2 separate regions of the Drosophila melanogaster genome follow, and region 1 is linked to region 2. Evidence: chromatin contacts called from public Hi-C data. All regions are on one chromosome and are shown on one strand. The core of a region is the stretch at or near the end of the contact, and the rest is flanking DNA. Distances in the headings are between cores, read along the strand shown.

Region 1 (2,701 bases), core at 75-2,574, 76 kb after region 2:
CCAGGACTGTCCGGTTTCCATCGAGGGCTACCGGGCGGTCAAGAAGTACTGCAAGCGCTGCATCATCGAACACACAAATCCGGGATTCTGTTGAGATGTTCCATAGCCGGCGGTAGACACCACAAAGCACAGAGGCAGGCCATATGAGCACAGATATAAAGGGAATTTATGGGCAAAGAAAACTCTTGAAAAACAAAATAGTTGATGAAGTGGCAGGCAAATTTTAGCCATACACGGACTTTTGGGTCCTCAAGTCCCCAAGTCTTAGTTCAATGATTAACCGATATAATCTATTGGTTTGGATATAATTTAAATTGTTCTCTGTAATCAGCCACCACTTTGCCCGAGCTAAATGAGATTATTGTAAATTGTATATATCAAACTGACGCAGGACAGAACTAGCGTAGCATAGAGCATGTTCAGTAGACTATGTCTAAGTAGACTAATTCTTGGAGTAATAAATTATTTTCCCCACCAGAAACGGTTCAGTGCTTGGATTTTGATTTTTTCGCCTTTCTCCCCAGAGCGTCGAAAATGTTTGGTTTCAATTGCGGCACATGGTCAAGGATGTACGGAGGACGTACGTCCATAATTTCCCGCGTGTAGTGGTTGCCGTGCTTGGTCTTGCGCAGCCGATCCAATTCGATGGTAGCCTTTATTGACGGCCTGGAGCCCTCCGCTGGAGTGATCTTTATCTTGGTGCAGTGCCCCCGCTCCAAATAGTTAATAGTGGCGATCAGGGAATGTATATCAGCGATGACGGACGAGGTCTGCTCGTGGATTTTTAGCAGAGCCTTCAGATTGGCATATATCCTGGCCAGCCGTTTGTCCACGGGGGATTGATTATTAGGATCACAGTTCTTTTTCTGATGCGGAACTGAGTACTTGATGAACTGGCGTTCGTTGCCCTTCGGTGGTTCAGGAGTCTCCTTGCACGGCTTGGGCACCAACCGCTCCGACACCTCCATCAGTCGCACCTGCTCATCCAAACTGCTCAAGGGCAGCTTTCGCATTATGCGGCGCAGCTGCTTGCGCTTTTTGGGCGTGAGCAGGTGGTGGTGCTTCTGAAAGCGCTCCACTCCGCGGTGCAAGTTCTCCATCATCTTTACCCAAACGTCCATGCTCCTGCTCTCCGCCTCGATTTCATTCTGGAGTCGTACGCGCTTTGAGCGAAAATGCCGTATTTGTCGTTGTAGCGACTTCGTCTGATTCTGATCATTCAAATGCTCGCGGACCAGACGGTCGTAGTCCTTTTTCCAGTTCGGTTCCTGAATCATTGGCTTAACTAGGGAATTTCGAATTTTTAAAAACGATAACTGACAAATGCTATCGATGACAAAGTAGTCGTGGTAAAAATATTTAAATAATTGGTTTTAAAAATATTTCGATTCTCGATGATATAGCTATTATATATATCGATAGCTAATTATGAAAGCCGTGTACCATCTCCAATCAGCTGTTTCACCTGCTTTTCGCCGCCTGCTCGTTAGTAAATATCTGGAGTAAAAGCTAAAATTTACCTGGTAGCTCAATACAATTATAAATCACATTCGAAATTAAGTGTTAAAAGTTACGTATGCATTTTTTTAGAAGGACGCCTTTTAAATAGTACAATTGGAACACGGAGGGTCACTACGGTGTTGCGTAATTAAAGCGACACGTTTTCTGAGACCCAAAATTAAGCTGTACACATAGAATGCCGGTGTTTTGACGTACGAATCCAAGGAATACAAGAAACCGTCATGGCCAAGTATATCGCCCAGATCATCGTGTTGGGCGCCCAGGCAGTGGGAAGAGCCTTTACCAAGGCGCTGCGCCAGGAGATCGCCGCATCTCAGGAAGCAGCACGACGGGCGGGTGGTGGCAAGCAGGGCGACAAGAGCGCCGAGTCCAACCTGCGCACAGGTGAGTCTTGGACACAGTCATGCTATCTATTTCACTATTTACACCTACTTATCAATGCAGGCATGACGCTGGAGGAAGCCAAGCAGATCCTGAATATAGATGACCCCAAAAACGTGGACGCTATCACCAAGAACTACGAGCATCTGTTTCAAGTCAACGAACGCTCCAAAGGCGGCTCCTTCTATATCCAGTCAAAGGTTTTCCGGGCGAAAGAGCGGCTGGACCATGAGATTAAGGCCCATGAGCAGCCGAGGTCGTCAAATACGGAAGCAGCGCAAGATACGGCGGAGGAGTCTCAGAGCAGATCGCGGCAGCGACGCTGAGTATCCTTGTTGTCCCAATCGAACTAATTAGCTGATAATTGATTTAAAAACTACGTGTTAAGTACAAAAAATGAAAGTCTGTTGCTGTAAATAGAGATTTACGAACATGAAGACAAGTGTAAACACTTTCTGAGAAGAGCTCGACTTTCCAGGAACACAAATGTAATGGAATTCTTGTAAACTAACACGGATTAGCTCAGGCGGTTAGGTATAAATATTTTACTCTCAGGCCAGGTAACTAGAATCGGATCGATTTTAAGATCACGCTTCTTGGGGTTTGAAAATAAAAATATTTTAAGTATCAACAAAGTTCCATGTCTTGATCTAGCTATAGCTAAAATTATGCTGATGTAAATAAACTAATGCTGCAATGGGCTTCCAAACTTTCGCAATAGGAACTTGGAAATTTTAAAATCAGCTGTTGCAGAAGCCAGAGATGCGCGAACATATCGGTAGAGCTATCGACCGACAGC
Region 2 (2,700 bases), core at 191-2,690:
TTATGACTCGACCGGCAAGCAGCAGTATAATGCAAACGATGACGGCTATCTGCAGAGCAATATTCTTTTTAGGCCAGAGGTACGGAAAGACGGTGCGCAGCTTGCGCCATCCGTTCCTGAAAGCAGATCCTGTCTGCACGTTTCCCTGCGATTCGTTGGCGGTATCATTGTCCAGCCGCTGATGTGGATTGTACGGGGCCATGATGCCAGGAGCTTTCAGACCCAAAACGAAGATGAGCAGGGAGCACAGGAACCGGGTGACAAACAAGCCCATCTCAATTTGATCCTTGTTCCTGCGAGTAGTAAAGGCGGTACTATAGATTATCCGTTTTACAGCCGTTTGCATTACTTACGTTTTTAGGTGGAACCACCAGTCCTCGTGGCGCAAATTTATGAAGGCCAGCGACTCGTTAATGAAAGCCAACGTCCAGAATAGCAATAGAACAAGTCCATGTCCTCGGGTGGGCATTGAGGGCAGCTGGTAGTAGCGCTCCTTGAGTATCAAACAGATGCTGAACGGGTAGGAGAAGCACACAACGCAAGTGGAGAAGATCTGCAGAAAAGATTTCGATCAGTAATTGTTTCTTCTTGATCATTTTCATACTTACCATATAGCCGTACACCGCACTATCTGGATAAATACGTGCATTCATCAGAAACCGCAATAGAGCCAAAACCGGGAGCAGGAGCAACAGAAAGAGTTGCATCGCGAACAGTCGTGACTTGGAGATTTGCGTGGGATCCGTAATCCTGGTGGCATACTTCCGGTACATCAGCAACTGAATGCTGCCGAAGAGCAGAAGGAATCCACCGTATACCGCCGGTCCCACGGTGTCCATGAAGCAATGCGAGATGCCATGCTGCGTCCACACCTCGCTGAGGGTCACGTTGGGCGGGCAGTACAGCATGGTGAAGTCGGTGTACCTGCGCGGCGACGAGGAAAGGCAATTGCGGAACGATAAGCTCTGATAGAAACGTGCCAGATAAAGTGGAGCTGTCACTGGGAAACAGCTCGGTGAACACAATTGCTTTGTTTTATGGGCTGGCGGCAATTTCGCAATTATTCACCCAAATTATCAGACGCCCCCAAAGGGGAAATCACTATTTTTTTCCTCCGGGTAAGCGGAGTGCAGATTGTGAATTGATAATTGGTGCCCTTGCAGCACGGCACCAAGAGATCCGAAATACCCTGGAGTCCGGCAACCGTGGAAACTGCAACTCATCCAGCCCATTGGATATGCTAAATTATGCAATGTTGCGTATGCTCGATTCGCCGGCGGGTCTAGTGCTCCCCTCTTACCCGCTATAAGAAGTCGCGATCTGGTGGAAACACCGCAATCAGTCGTGTGACAGGTGATAACTCAACTAATGGACAACTGGCGGGCAACTCCGACCCAATCACCACCAACTACGATCAACATAAATAATTTTGACCCAAGGGTTCGGTATGGCCGTTTCTGCTTACACACAACATACCACATACACATTGTACAGTGGAAACAGGTGAGATTCATTTAAATGAACATAGCTTAATATATAACATTTTCGATTGCTATAATAAATTCAGGGAGAGTTTGTTTAAGTGATTTAATTTTAAGCTATCAAAGGTTTAAAGTAATTCTCTTATCAAATTGAAGGTAACAAATTTTCTGGAAACGGTCACGCTAGCTTTCAGCCCTGGTTTTCAGCTTGGCGCCCAGTTTTCAAACCATTTTCTTATCAGAATTTGCGATTACTTTACCATTCCTGGTTTTCAACACACCATCTTATCAGAAATTGTGATTATTTCAATATTCCTTGTTTTTAAAACCCTATTTCGACATACTGCGGGTAAAATATACAGATTATATAGATTTCTTTATTCGTCAATTCTCAAAATAAATATTCAATGTTCATCTAATACTTTACATTCAAGAAATTTTCACAAATTGTCTACGCTTAACCTTAGGTAATAACTAAGCTAAGTTTTTGAGTTTGTAGAGAATGAATATTCAAAGCACAAGGAACAAATTGATTGGGAGTAAGTTTCTATTTACATCTAGAGTTGCCTTTTTTGTTTTTATTTTTGTTTAATTTGAGGTTTGGTTAAATATAAAATTCGCTACTTATGAGTAAGGGGATGGGGCGATTAAAACCTAGGAAACATTTTAGAAGATTTCCCGTACGAATTTCGAATTTGATTCGGTCGACTATTGACTAACCACTAACTTGTTCAACTTGGGTTTAACTTATTATCACAAACAAGTACATTTAATATGCATATGATTACAGTGAAGAGGGAGTCGACTCCCCCCCATACAGCTATGAGTTGATCTTGGCCAGCAGTGGCTGGGTGACGGCACTGCCCGCCACCGGTGGGCACTGCTGCTTGTAGCTCTTCACCAGGAAGCCGTAGTGGCTGCTGTCCGCCGGAATGTTCTGGCCACTGCCGCTCCGTTGCGGACTGGCGGCCACCATCTGTGGAATCGGTGGAGGAGCAGCCAGCGGCGGCGGTGTGGGCAGCAGTGGGGTCTCGTCTCCTTCAGCAAACTTGATCCTCAGCTGCCCACTGCCCATGCTGCCCGTTTCGGGGCCTGGGGAGGCATTGGCCTCACTCCTGGCGCTTGTCAGCAGCGTTGAGATCGTGGGCGAGGGCTTCAGCCGGGTGCGTTGGACACCCAGTGGCGGCGGCTGCAGGATACCGCTCAGATTGGAGCTGGA

The links. Hi-C and Micro-C count contacts between places; a contact is called where the count stands out from the background.
Region 1: a Hi-C map of the Kc167 cell line shows a contact between it and region 2, with 6 times the contacts expected there. The contact joins the promoter of CG5478 here to the promoter of Hmt-1 in region 2. A contact is called at or near these places in 21 of 107 Hi-C or Micro-C datasets (the D17-c3 cell line, the Kc167 cell line, the OSC cell line and 6 more) and 4 of 6 datasets of contacts at active chromatin or transcription factors (the Kc167 cell line and the S2 cell line).

Annotation. Positions count from the first base shown.
Region 1 is chr3R:15,932,410-15,935,110 of dm6, forward strand. CG5478 reads right to left here and starts at 1,325. Exons shown (of 1, transcript NM_142256.2): 1 at 291-1,325. The coding sequence starts at 1,277. The coding sequence ends at 486. It overlaps Fbxl7 (F-box and leucine-rich repeat protein 7), which reads left to right. Exons shown (of 5, transcript NM_142255.3): 5 at 1-478. The coding sequence ends at 94. blp (black pearl) reads left to right here and starts at 1,438. Exons shown (of 3, transcript NM_001300420.1): 1 at 1,438-1,523; 2 at 1,594-1,905; 3 at 1,966-2,531. The coding sequence starts at 1,743. The coding sequence ends at 2,228. It overlaps Sap47 (Synapse-associated protein 47kD), which reads left to right and starts at 2,691. Exons shown (of 8, transcript NM_169688.3): 1 at 2,691-2,701.
Region 2 is chr3R:15,856,030-15,858,729 of dm6, forward strand. Hmt-1 (Heavy metal tolerance factor 1) reads right to left here and starts at 1,441. Exons shown (of 6, transcript NM_142246.3): 1 at 1,301-1,441; 2 at 609-924; 3 at 354-553; 4 at 1-293. The coding sequence starts at 908. It overlaps CG31183, which reads right to left. Exons shown (of 9, transcript NM_001300413.1): 9 at 1,842-2,700. The coding sequence ends at 2,302.